Linked DNA regions of Mus musculus: region 1 is linked to region 2. A link is a contact called in public HiChIP or PLAC-seq data. All regions are on one chromosome and are shown on one strand. Each heading gives the region's core, a stretch centred on a gene start, on an enhancer-like site or on the middle of the called end of the contact. The rest is flanking DNA. Distances are from core to core; before and after follow the strand shown.

Region 1 (6,654 bases), core at 3,726-6,225, 68 kb after region 2:
CCATGCCTATTATATTATTGTGTGTGCTCTATTTCATTCTGGGGTTAAATGAAGTGAGAGATGGGAGGCTTGTGAAGTAAAAACTTGCCTGTATATATTCTGTTTTCTTTTTCTTTCTAAGACTGTTGTACGTCTAAGGTTCAGATACTTGAATGCTTGGATCCCGGTTGTTGGAGTATTTAGGAAGGATTAGGATGTGTGGCCTGCTGGAGGTGGTGTGTCACTGAGGGTGGGCTTTGAGGTTTTACAAGTCCTTGACAGCTCCAGGTTCACTTTCTCTCTGTTTTCATCTTGCAGATCAGATATAAGTGCTCAGCTACTGCGCGCCAGCGCTGTGCTTGCCTACCTGCTGCTGTCCCTGCCTGCAGCTGTCCCTACCTGCTTCTATCCCTAACTGTTGCTGTCCTTATCTGCTGCAGTCCCTACCCGCTGTTGTTTCCTCCCTGCTGCTGTCCCTGCCTGCTGCTATGCTCTCCACTATTAAAGTCATGGATTAACCCTTTGAAGCTGTAAGCAATGGCAACCTGAACTAAGACAAGGACCCAAGTTCAATCTCTGCACCTCATGGTAGAAGGAAAGAAACAACTGGAGAAAGTTTTCCTCTGATCTCATATGTTCCATGACACACACACACACACCTGCAATCATAAAATGTACACAGGACAACAACAACAACAATAATAAATTTACAAAAGAATTCCAACACAATGAACATTTATTAAGGCCTTGCTCTTTTTCCAGCTTTAAACCCACATTTTCTAAGAATATTACCCTGAATACTATTCTTCATAAAAGTCACTTCCAAATCATTTATACATCTCCAGTGGTTCCTGGCTTTGCTTTATCAGATTATTATTCCATTAGTGACCCCTCTGGAGCCACTCATTAAAAAGAAGTAAGGGATAGAAGAGTGACGGCTTACTGATTAAGGATATTGGTGGTGGTGGCAGTGCAAGCCTTTAATCCCAGCATCAGGAGGCACAAGCAGGTGGATCTCTGAATTCAAGGCCAGCCTGGTCTATAGAGCAAGTTCCAGGACAGCCAGGGCTACACAGAGAAACCCTGTCTCAAAAAACAAACACACACCACCACCACCAACAAAAACAACAAACCAACACAAACAAGCAGCCAAACAAACAACATCAAGAGTAGTGGCTGCTCCTCCAGAGAATAAGGGTTTGGGTTCCAGCTCCTCCATGGTGGTTCACAACAGTCCAGTTCTAGGGAATCCAATCAGCGCTCTTTCCTGGCTTCTGGAGGCACCAGGCAAGTTCTTGTTGTATAGACGTACAAAATACCCATAAACATAAAATAAAATCACACACGTGCATATGTGCACACAAAGTACGAAGGGGAGAAAAAAAATCCTAGCAGCCTTTTCAGATGTCATTTGAAAGCCACCAAAATGGCACACATAGTCACTGCTAAGACATTTATGGCAGCTCTCCCTTGAGACGCTCCTGCCCACACTTGAGAATACCTTATTGTTTCCCCAGGCATGTTGCTTTCTCTCAACATCCACGTTTAGAATCTGAGATTTAAAACATCGTTTACTAGACTGCAACTTATTTGAGAAGCGCATGTCCACGCTCTCATCATGCCTAAGGACTCTTCCTCTGACTGCTCCCCTCCCTCCATTTGAAATAACAGCCCCTTTCATACTGACTCGTCCTAAATTCTGCCCCACCATCTCTTTGAACCAAGGATCCAGTTTTGCTCAAGACCCCTAAAAGATTAAGAAAGCTTCTCAGGCTGCTGTGTGACAGTGTGGAGCTGTACCTCTGGCCCTGATACTGCTCGTATGAGAGGCACAATGCATAAAGTTGTAAGTCGAACTGTGTGCGGAAAGCCTGTGCTATGCAAACGAGCCCAAGGGGATGGTACAAACTGGCCGGACAGTTTTCAGGAAGGAACTCTGAAATCAAGCAGTTCTGATTCTTAAACTTGTCCAGAGATCAGAAGTGTACTTAGTTATGTCTTAGAGGCAAAGCATTCCAGAAGAGAGCGCCCTAGTCCCGTGTCTGATTTCTTGTTATCCTCCTCTTTGCCTTTTACACAACAGAAGTGAGCACAAAAGGCCCCTGCCTCCGGTCTCCTACCCCACCCCCTCCCCCTCAGCCTGGAAACTATTTGTGAGGATCTGACTGAAACGGAGAGGCTCCTGGACACCTTGCTGGTGTGTCAGCTGTCCCGATGAGCTGCTTCTGTACCTCACCCTGTTTCTGCCATCACTCCTGTAAAAACGGTCCTGTTAGCTTTCGAGGAACTGGCTTCTCTTGGATAGGCGCTGTGCCATCTTTACTTCTCTTAAGTTCTTGTCTGTAAAATCTTATGATAAAATTCCTTTCTAAACTTGCCTCACAGACAACAGTGAATTTTACTCTTGGAGCTGGTGAGATAAGGAGAAGTCACTGGGGTCTCTGCCATTCTCAAAGATCCCAATTTCCCCCATTGTACATGAACCAACACTTTTCTCTTTTTTCTTGTCTTCTCCTTTCCTCCTCCTCCTCCTCCTCCTCCTCCTCCTCCTCCTCCTCCTCCTTCTTCTTCTTCTTCTCTCTCTCTCTCTCTCTCTCTTTCAGACAAGGCCTAAGCTGTTGGAATTAAAGGCATGCACTACCATGTGGGGCATGGATCAACCATTATATATTTTCCTGATTAAACTTTGCCTTCATCATCTTCCTCTTTATGCCCTCTGAACTCTGAATCAAGGGTACTCGGGCACCAGTCTCCATCTCTCCTCTCCAACATAAGCCTCTTTCACTTCTCCCAGGACTGTACTGAAAACTCATGAAAAGACGCCAAGCCTGCAAACTGATTGACCGATTAGAACTGTAGAGAGATCAGAATGTTGCAGGTCCAGGGGGCTCATTACCTTAGCTTGGGCTAAGTTCTAGCTACCACCCCAACCTCCAGAACAGCATTCCTTACCCACCTCTGTCTGAACTAATGACATGTTGCAACTAGCAAAAAAAAAAAAAACAACTTTAGAACTCTATTAACTTAGCAGACCACTAGCTTCCACCAACCCAAAAGCTAAGAATGTGGGTGGAAAGATTGCTCAGCAGTTAAGAGCGAACACTGACTGCTCTTCCAGAAGTCCTGAGTTCAATTCCCAGCAACCACATGGTGGCTCACAGCCACCTGTAATAGGATCTGATGCACTCTTCTGGTGTGTCTGAAGACACAAAATGTACTCATATAGAAAATAAATAAATCTTAAAAAAAAAAAAAGCTAAGAATGTCATCAGATAGATCTTGTGTTCACAGGAAAGCTTCTCTCATCTCTTTGTGCCTATCTCTCTGCTGTCCCACCAATGTGTTTTTTTTTTTCCTACTAAATAGAGGTTTATTTGCAGAAGTTGAAAAAAGCTCAGTTTGCATACATATGTACAGATCCCAGCTTTGAGCCACTCGGGGTGGTGGGCACCCTTGGGCGATGAACAGGTCACACCAACAGAAACTGAGACTCAGTAGGTTGGCTCAGTTCTCAAGACCCAGAAGTACTGGCCAGCCTAACCCCCTCCCTGCCTGAGACCATCTTCCCACAGGATGTGTGTGCTGAACAGATCAGATGGGACACGGAGAACTTGTCAGTCAGAGTTACAAGCCTCTTGTCCGGTGGTGGCGTCCACTGCAGAGGCCAGGCTGTCCTCTTGGCCTTTTAGCCGCTCACAGATCAGCTCTGCAATGGTTCTCTGGGTCCGCTTTTCTAGCTTCTCTAGCTTCTTGGCCACATCTCTCTTGAGATCCCAATCAGGTTTCCGGGGTGCCAAGTTGGCCAGGTCCACTTCCTCAATGACAGGCTCTGGCTTGGCTGCCTCCAGCTGCTCCTTCACCTTCTCCTCCACTGCCACTGGTTTGGCCTGGGGGACCCGCCTCCTCTTCAGGTCTTCATCCTCTGGGACATAGTTCCTGAGCCTGAGTCCCCTGTGCTTCCCAACTTCCTCTCCCTCTTCTCTGAGCTGCTTGGTCTGTGGCTCCCCATCTTCCCTGTCCTTGCGCCCGGTTTTCTCCCGGAGGGCCTTCAGCCGTTCTTTCCGCCTCTTCCTCTAGGCGGCCCACACCGGCAGGAGCAGCCGCCATCTTTTCGGAGGCCCCCCACCTCCCCCACCAATGTGTTTTAAACTTGCTTTGATTTAAGGCTTTCTTTGATCTGTGAAACTATAAAACTTCATGAAACTGTTTCCACATTGGAACATGGAATTTGGGGGTGACATAAATCATTGTGTCCAGGCTACAATGACTTAAAGTAGCTGTGCCATAACTATCTGCTGTTCATTTTAAGATGAGACCTCTGGGTTTTGCCATTCTCTCTGCCTCCTTTCCACCCTGGCTAGGGCCCAGGAGAAATCGGTGATGGTAGGCAGTAGGAACTTAGAGGAGAAGGTTGCCCAGGGCTCACATCCTGAGACTTACGAGCCTCTGCCAGCATTTACTGTGTGGAGGTGCGGGAACAGGTTTCTTTTCTCTACCAATGAAATAATTAAAAGGCAAACCAAGTCTGAAAGTCAACAAGAGACAAAGTTTGTTCATTCACTTTTTTAGAGTCTAAAAGAAAAACATCCCAAGCTGTAGATCTCAGTAGCTGCCCAGAGGAAAAGTGAGAATAAAACAGAAAAAGCCATTTGAGTTAAGCTGGTTTGGAGGTTAGCCACATGGCAGCAGGCAGCTTCATAGACTGAGCAAGGAAAATCAAATGCCTGGGGAAAAGCATATTTGGTAAAAACACAACTCAACAACAACACACCAAAAACCAGTAAAAAGGAAAAGTTGGAACATTCTGAGTTAGGACTAGGCCAAACCTCACCAAGACATGAAAGGAGACCCAGACTCCCTCCCTCCCTTCTAGCTCCTGCAGTTAAACTTCAGTGCTGGGCTGGCTGGCTGGCCTCCAGTCTCAACCAACCCCTTCACTGCTCACTGTCCTCTTGGTTGCCCTGGGTGCCTTGTTTTGGCAGCCTTGCCCTTGTTTTCTAAGCACCTCTCTCAACCCTCCACTCCCAGATGACCTTCCTGAATGTCCTACAAGGAAGGGAGTGCCTTAGACTGTTTACATTTCAACAACCCCCTCACTGCTTTCACCCCCACCCCAAGGTATTGTCCCCAGTTCCATTATGTAGCTCTGGATGGCCTGGAACTCACAGAGGTCCATGTGTCTCTACCCTCCTGAGTGCTGGGATTAAAAGCAAGGGGTGTTAACCCCAAAGATTCAAGGAGAAAAATCACCCACCCAAATCATCATGGGCAAATTAATCAAAACAAGCTTCTCAATTCACGTATACTGGCTGCCTCTCCCTAAGTTGGGGTTTAAGAGGTCAACACTGGACATGGGCAAGATAAGGGTTTTTATAGTTCAGTTATAGGGGATTTCTAAATGGGGGATTTGGCGGGCTAATGGGCAGGGTTACAGGAACAGCATAACAAGTGGTCATAACAATGTGGTCATACGAAGGTGGTCATAACAACCTTTTGAAAGAAAGACATGGTTGGCACTTCCTGGAGCAGGCAGTACAGAACCATTTGTAGTTAAGGTTACAGGTGAGGCATATCCCAGCCCTTGGGAAACAGATTTAATCACAAACAGGAATGAACCTGTTTACTATACGATGGCTTTTAACCCTAAGATGGAGGTAGGCTGGTTCATAACTGTCATCGCACCTGGCCCACATTGATTTTCTGGGAATGTTGGAAGGTGCATTAAGAAAGGAAGGAGATGCTACTGAAGAGTAGATACACTCTACAGAAAAGAACTTGAAGGGGCTGAAGAAGAGCTGGCCATTCTTCCAGAGGACCTAGTCTCATTTCCCAGCATCCACATGGCAGCTCACAGTCTCCAGTCCCAGTATTTTGACCTGTATAGGTAAAACTCCTATGCCTATAAACATTTTTTTTAAATAATAATTTAAAAAGTTATTGAATAACTTTCTGACGTGTTGCCGGGCATGGTGGCGCACGCCTTTAATCCCAGCACTCGGGAGGCAGAGGCAGGCGGATTTCTGAGTTCGAGGCCAGCCTGGTCTACAGAGTGAGTTCCAGGACAGCCAGAGCTATACAGAGAAACCCTGTCTCAAAAAACAAACAAACAAACAAACAAACAAACAAACAAACAAAAAAAAACCTTTCCGATGTGTTGACTCAGGGACTAGAGAATTCCCAATTAGGCTTTATGGAGAAGCTTTTTACCTGTGATGTATAAAATATATCATTTCAGATCAAGTCATCCAAAACATTGGGGTTGGGTTGATACACACAGCGGGATGTCAAGGTCACTGACTTGCTACAATAAGTACATATTCATAGACCTCCATTCCTTTCCACCTGCTTCAGGGTGAGATCCAAGAGCTGCATCTGTAGGAGTGAGGACTGTGGCAGGTTCCAGAGAAACCTGCAAGAGCAACCTTGTAGTTAACCAACTGAGAAATTCTCAACTTCAATCCAGCATTTCAGTAAGGCTGACCTCAGGAGATAGAGGCTCTGAGTGACTCAGATGATAGGAGGGGGCAGGAACCTCACAGGAGCAAGAGAGGTTTGTGGGTAGAATCCATGTACTAAGAGGTGCACTCAGGGGTAACAGAAGCCGTTTGTTCTGGTAGAGCAGTTTAAAGGGCTGTTTTGCGTGGGCAGTAGTTTAGGCAGGAAGTGTCTGGGGGA
Region 2 (6,430 bases), core at 2,761-5,260:
TTCACAAAGATTATATTCTAGATGATATTTGACAGCCGTTTTTAGAGTTACAGCTCCAGGGCTAGGAGCCTTTTAGGCTTTCTCTCAATTCTACCTCTCTAACCTCGTGTCTAAAACCCACTGGTGAGTACAGTTCTCACTGATGAGGCCTTCACACCACACATTCTGTCCATAGGCCACAGTGGTGCTGACTGCCTCCTCCAGGCCCCAGTAGCACCCAGCCCTGGTGGATTTCGTAGGAACCTCTACCAACATGAGGCTGATTTCATAGGAACCTTCTCCAAGAACTTGTGATCTGTGGGCACCAAATCAGGAAGAGAAGCAATGTACAACTAAGGCTGGCAAGTGGGCTAGAGAAACTTAACACGGTTAGAAAGTCCACTATGGCTGGGCGTGGTGGCGCACTCAGGAGGCAGAGGGAGCCGGATTTCTGAGTTTGAGGCCAGCCTGGTCTACAGAGTGAGTTCCAGGACAGCCAGGGCTACACAGAGAAACCCTGTCTCGAAAAACCAAAAAAAAAAAAAGAAAAAGAAAAAAGAAAGTCCACTATGCTAGTAGATGCCTGCAGCCCCAACACTCAGGAGACTGAGACAGGAAGATTATGAATTTGAAGCCAGCCTAAGTTACACAATGAAAGACGCTCTTAAGAACAGAAAATTGGCAAAGCAGGGAGCACTCAGGAGAAGGACGCTTAAGGAAGTTTAAGGAAGTAGCAGTCCCAGCCTGCGTTTGTGCTTCCCTCTTAGGAGCTCCAAGCCATTCAAGATGCTGAGACTCACATCAGCTGACTGAATGTTTAGAAGACTCATTGTGACAGTTTGTATATGCTTAGGGAGTGGCACTATTTGGAGAGGTGGCCTTGTTGGAGTAGTTGTGTCCTGTGGGTATGGGCTTTGAGACCCTCCTCCTAGTTGCTTGGAAGTCAGTCTTCCACTGGCAGCCTTCAGATGTTGAACCCTCTGCTCTGTCTGCACTATGCCTGCCTGAATCTTGCCACACTCCTGTCTTGATAATAATGGACTAACTCTCTGAACCTGTAAGCCAGCCCTAATTAAATGCTGTTCTTATAATTTCCTTGGTTATGGCGTCTGTTCACAGCAGTAAAACCCTAACTAAGACACTCACACGGCTTCTCTCCCTGTTGAGTACTCAGTGTCCCCTTTCTGTTTTCCCATGTGCCTGTTTCTTTTCAACTCTACAACTCTGTTTCCTCCCTGCTTTCCTCAGTCTGACTGGCAAGTTTATCTATCCCATACCTGCATTCCTTTACTGGTGTTAGAACCAACTTCTTTAGGATTCTAATGTACAGTAAAGAGCAACTGCTCTCTGGGAATCTTCCAGGCCTCCAGCACCAGTTTGGAAATGCTGAGACTTTCAGCCTTAGTGACCAAGTAACTCCCTGATGCTTAACCTCTCCAGAGTGAGACAGCCCTTGCTGGAATACCTGGACTATATACCGTTAAGTCAGATTAATAAACCCCCCTTTATTATATATACAGTCTACCATTTCTTTTCCTCTAGATAACACTAACACATGCCATACAAGACCTGTCTGCTCATAAGCTTCATTCTGGGCTCTGAGTCCATGCAGGCATCTGCTAAACTGAAACCCTTCTTGTCACCTGCCTCTCAAACATAATACAGCCCTACTCCTTCTCCACGGCCTCTCCGTTCAGGGCTGAGGTGCAGGCCTTCTCAAGCACAATGTTCTGATATAAGCAAAATTGGCAGTTGCCCATATCTGCTGTGGAGGACTATTGTAATGCTTTTATTTGGGGTGGGGGTGGGGGTGGGGGTGGGGGAGGGCAGGGAGATGGAAAGAGAAGTTGTCAGGAACTAGAACTAAAAGGAAAGAACATTAGGATAAATTCCATTGCTTCTAGCTCTCTCTCTCAGTAAAAAGAGATTTATTTTGCTTCATGTATGGGTATTTATTTTATGTATGGGTGTTTTGCCTGCATGTGTATTTATCACCATGTGCATGTCTGGTGCCATGGATTCCCTGGAACTGGAGGTACAGACAGACAGACAGGTGTGAGCTGCCATGTGGATGCTGGGAACTGAGCCTGGCGTTTCCAGCTCTTAAGGGAGGGAAAGCCCTTCCTCCCTCAGCTCCTCCTTCCGTGCCTTTTTACTCCTCTCGTCAGGGGATGCCTTTCCCTGCAGTTGTGTCTGCCTCTGAAGGATGGCAGCAGGGCTAATTGTGACTACACAATACAAGGCCATGGTGAGTCAAAGAATAAGGAGAGGAAAGCAGAAACTGAGTATCAAAGGCAGCTGAGCATGACAGTGGGATAATTTGAGAAAAGCAAAGTACCTAATAGGGAGGCATGGCCTGAGGATGGAGTTAGAGTAACTGCTCGATAGGAAAGGAATTTGTCTTCTCTTTTGTTTGGTATGAGACTGGGTCTCACTGTGTATCTGCGCTGGCTAGTTTTATGTTAACCTGATACAAGCTAGAGTCACCCAAGAAGAAGAACCCTAAGTTGAGAAAATGCCTCCATAACACCAGGCTGTAGGCAAGCCTGTAGAACATTTTCTTAGTGACTGATGGGGTAGGGCTCAGCCCATTGTGGGTGGGGCCATCTTTGGGCTGGTCATCCTGGGTTCTTTAAGAAAGGAGGCTGAGTAAGCCATGTGGAGCAAGCCAGTAAGCAGTGCCCTTCATGACTTCTGCATCAGGTCCTATTCTCAGGTCCCTGCCTTGTCTGGCTTCCTTCAAGGGTGGACGACACTATGGAAGTGAAAGCCAAATAGAGCCCTTGCCTTCACCTTGCTTTTGGTCATGTTTCACTGCACCAATGGAAACCCTAAGACAGTATCCCAAACTGGCTTGGAATGTGATTCTTTTGCCTCTCCCTCCCAAGGGCTGAGCTTAACAGGTTTGCACCACCACAGCCACTTTGTATAATTTTTCTCTTTGGGGCAGTTACGACACCAGCAGACTCAAATGACATTCAGTCAAAGCAGGGCCTGCAGTCAGTGAACTGGCTCAGTGATGATAGTGGTAGGAAGCCTAAAAGACCCTCAGAAGCCCCCATTCCTTTCCAAGTCTCAGAGGAAAAGAAGGAGAAGTTAATGATCTAAGAGGAGGCAGCAGTAGTGGCCTGAGGTACCATCAGGGTGGGACATGGCGGTGCAGGCTTACTAGCACTTGAGAGGCTCAAGGGCAAGGGAGAGCTGAAAGGCAGAGTGCTTGCACGGTACACGCAAGACCCTGGGCTCAACCTCAACATCATGCACAGAAAAAAAGCAAGCCTAGAACACAGACAGGTACTTTGTGGGCGCCTGTGCGACTTACTGTGAACCATGGATAGGGCAGACTGCGGAATGGTCTTCCCACGGGTGTACTTCTAGAAAGAATTGCATACACTAGGGTACGTGAATGCATTCAAAAGCAAGCACGTGAAGGGAAGGACCTGGAATGTCTGAATTGTCCCTATGGGAAAGGTGAAGATCTGGAGTATCCTTGAGTCTTTAGCATGACCAGAGAGAGTATTCATAAAACATAAACCAGGTATATTCCCTCACAGTATCTGTACTTGCTTAAACTGTAAAACCATCTCACCTATGTATGCCTTACCTTAGTAATAAAAATGACGAGCAATCTGTTGGCACTGCTCTTGTGCTCAAAGGCCTTGCCCAGTCAGACCCCACCCCCACCCCACAGCTCCTCAGGATTTCCCAGCCCTATCTACAGACTTAGCCTTGCTGGTTGGGGTGGGTTGACACTTACATTACAAAGCATTCGTTGCCCTTCTCCCACTTAAGAAACCTTCAGGCAGTACTCTTTCTCAGCACACACACCCTCCTCCCCTGCCCCCCAAAGGTCGCTGGGAAGACTGCTTGTCACCCCCCTTTATCATTACAGGACTATGTTAATCCCCTATCTACTGACATGCAAGAAAAAATGAACCCAATGACCTTTATGACCTTTTGTGAGCAGCCCTGCCCTGAGTCGCTAGCTGGAGGAGCTGCATAAAGTGAGCTAGACATACAAACCCTAAGGTTATGGCCACAGGCCTTCAGTACAAAAGACTACTGTAGGGGGAGAGGAAGGAATTAGGGCATTCTGAAGATAAGCCACTAATTTGGTTCAGCTTAAAAGGAAAGAGGATTGTGGTTAAATGTGGTTAAATGTTGAAAAGTAAATCCAAGTGGATTTGATTAACTGAAGGTGAAACACACACACCTATTCATAGAACTCAAAAGAATGCCAAGGTCTGTGTTTTGACATGAACCAGAGGGGGTACTGATCACTTAAATAAGAAATAACTAAAGGAGAAGGCTGGGGAACTTAAGTTCAGTTTTGGATACCTTAAACTTAAAGTGTGTGCCAATCAATTTTATATCAACGTAACACAAGTTTGAGTGTGGGAAGGGGGAACTTCAACTGGGAAAACTGTCCACACCAGATTGGCCTGTGAGATGAGAAGTCTATGGTGCATTTTCTTCAATGATGATTGATGTGGGAGGGCCCAGCTCGCTGTGGGTGGTCCTGGGTGCTATAAGAAAACAGGCTAAGCAAGGTGAACAGAGCAAGCCAGTAAGCAGCACACCTCAGGGCCTCAGCTCTAGTGCCTGCCTGTACAGACTGCCTTACAGAATGCTCCAGACTGTAAAGTGAAATAAACCTTTTCTTTCCCAAGCTGATTTTGGTTGTGGTATTTTACTACAGCAATAAAAACCCCAAGACAGGGTGCTACATTTGTACCCAGGCAAAGATGCCAAAGGGCAGCTTGGTATTTGGGAGGGCAGTCCTGGCTAGAGATATAAAACTGGAGTTACCTATATCCTAATGAATTTCATGGCTTAAGACTGGACACAATCACCCCACATGCCTGTGCCAACTGTCTGAGGACTCTCGGATGTTAGGACTGTAGACATAGACAGGCACAGTGGCACAGGTGCCAGCACTCAAGAGACTGAAGGCAGGAGACAACTCAGTCCAAGCTAAGACTGAGAAATGAGAACCAGCAAAGGCAACAGAGAGTCAGCAAGAAAGCAGACAATACATTCTAAAAGAGTAAGTGTTAAATGTTTCAGACAGACTTATAAAAGAAGTAGAATCCACCATTATATTTGTGACTAAGTAACTAATGATATGGTAACAACAAATCTGCTGAGATAGTTTAATTTTCATTTTCTGAGATAGGGTCTCATGTAGCCCAGGCTAGCCCTGAACTCACTATATACCTAAGGAAAACCTTTAAATTCTCATCTTCCTGTCTCTACCTGCAAAGCATGGAGATTCCAGATGCCTAATCACCGCTTATATAGCTTTGTATCAAGCAAATGTTCTACCACCTAAGCTCCACCCTCAGCAACAGAATAGATTTTCATAGCGAATTCAGAGGAAAACCGGAGGCAACTCTTTTAAGCCACGCTGTGAAGTTGCAGCTAACCTGTCAACTCACACTCAGTGAGAGCAGCTGGATCTGCTTAGCAATTAGGACATAGCTCAGAACTGTCCAGGTCAATCAGCGTATAGCTACTCTATAGAGTTCTCAAAACCCAAACCAAACCAAACCATTACACATTCCTGTCTGGGGCAGTTTTCAACTGTGATACTAACAACATTTTTGCATAGGACTTTATTTGTGGGGCTTTATTAAAAACTGTAGGGTATTTTCTAGCATCCTTGGCTTTATTTATTTCCTCTGTGTAGCCCTGGCTGTCCTTGAACTCACTCTGTAGACCAGGCTGGCCTCGAACTCAGAAATCCGCCTGCCTCTGCCTCCCAAGTACTGGGATTAAAGGCGTGCGCCACCACCGCCCGGCTTGGCTTCTCTTTTTAAGATGTAGCTTTATTTCATGTGTATGGGTGTTTTGCCTCATGTGTGCATGACATATGTGCCCGGCGCCCAGGGCCAGAAAGCATCAGATCCCCTGGAACTGAAGATACTGACAACAGTGAGCTGCCACCTGGGTGCTAGGAATCCAACTGGAGTCCTCTGTAAGTGCTCTTAATCAATGAGCTCTCTCCAGCCCGCCTTGGCTTCTCTTTAGTAGCATCTTCTCTTTGTCCTCCTAAGACCAAACCAGACTTGGTTGAGAACCTCTTGTCTGTGGGAATGGAACAGAAATCAGAGTATCTAAGTATAAATGATATAAAGTATTCAGTATGGAGCTGAGAACTTGATAAATGTGTGCTCCTTGCTTCTAATTTAAAGAACCAAGGTATGATTTCTATGAGAATGGCTCCACAGGCTTATATATTTAAGTGCTTGCTCCCCAGTTGTGGGGAGCGGGTGTGGCGGCAGTCCCAAAGGCGCCAGGGACTGCAGCTAAGTCATATGACTTGCACCTGACTTCCTCATATAAGACACAAACATCTTGAGTGCTGCGCAGGTGTACCAGGATACAGGTGAATCCAATTTGGTGGAGATTTGCCCCTGCTGCCCTGATTAGCTGAAGCCTCGTGACTGGC

What was found. HiChIP or PLAC-seq counts read pairs in DNA pulled down with a chosen protein or histone mark.
Region 1: a contact with region 2 is called in an H3K27ac HiChIP or PLAC-seq map of embryonic stem cells, with 5 read pairs. The contact joins two enhancer-like sites. A contact is called at or near these places in 1 of 484 Hi-C or Micro-C datasets (embryonic stem cells), 3 of 115 datasets of contacts at active chromatin or transcription factors (embryonic stem cells and microglia) and 3 of 9 other capture datasets (adipose tissue, liver and pancreatic islet).

Annotation. Positions count from the first base shown.
Region 1 is chr14:50,974,851-50,981,504 of GRCm38.p6, forward strand. It overlaps the pseudogene Gm8518. Among named protein-coding and RNA genes, the nearest start is that of Pnp2, 22 kb to the left of the region's middle. Within about 2 kb of position 4,976, at least 15 of the 459 cell types and tissues checked have an H3K27ac peak or open chromatin away from gene starts, as enhancers often do. A contact at or near this core is called in embryonic stem cells, where this site is marked.
Region 2 is chr14:50,907,626-50,914,055 of GRCm38.p6, forward strand. No RefSeq gene overlaps it. Among named protein-coding and RNA genes, the nearest start is that of Klhl33, 13 kb to the left of the region's middle. Within about 2 kb of position 4,011, at least 8 of the 459 cell types and tissues checked have an H3K27ac peak or open chromatin away from gene starts, as enhancers often do. A contact at or near this core is called in embryonic stem cells, where this site is marked.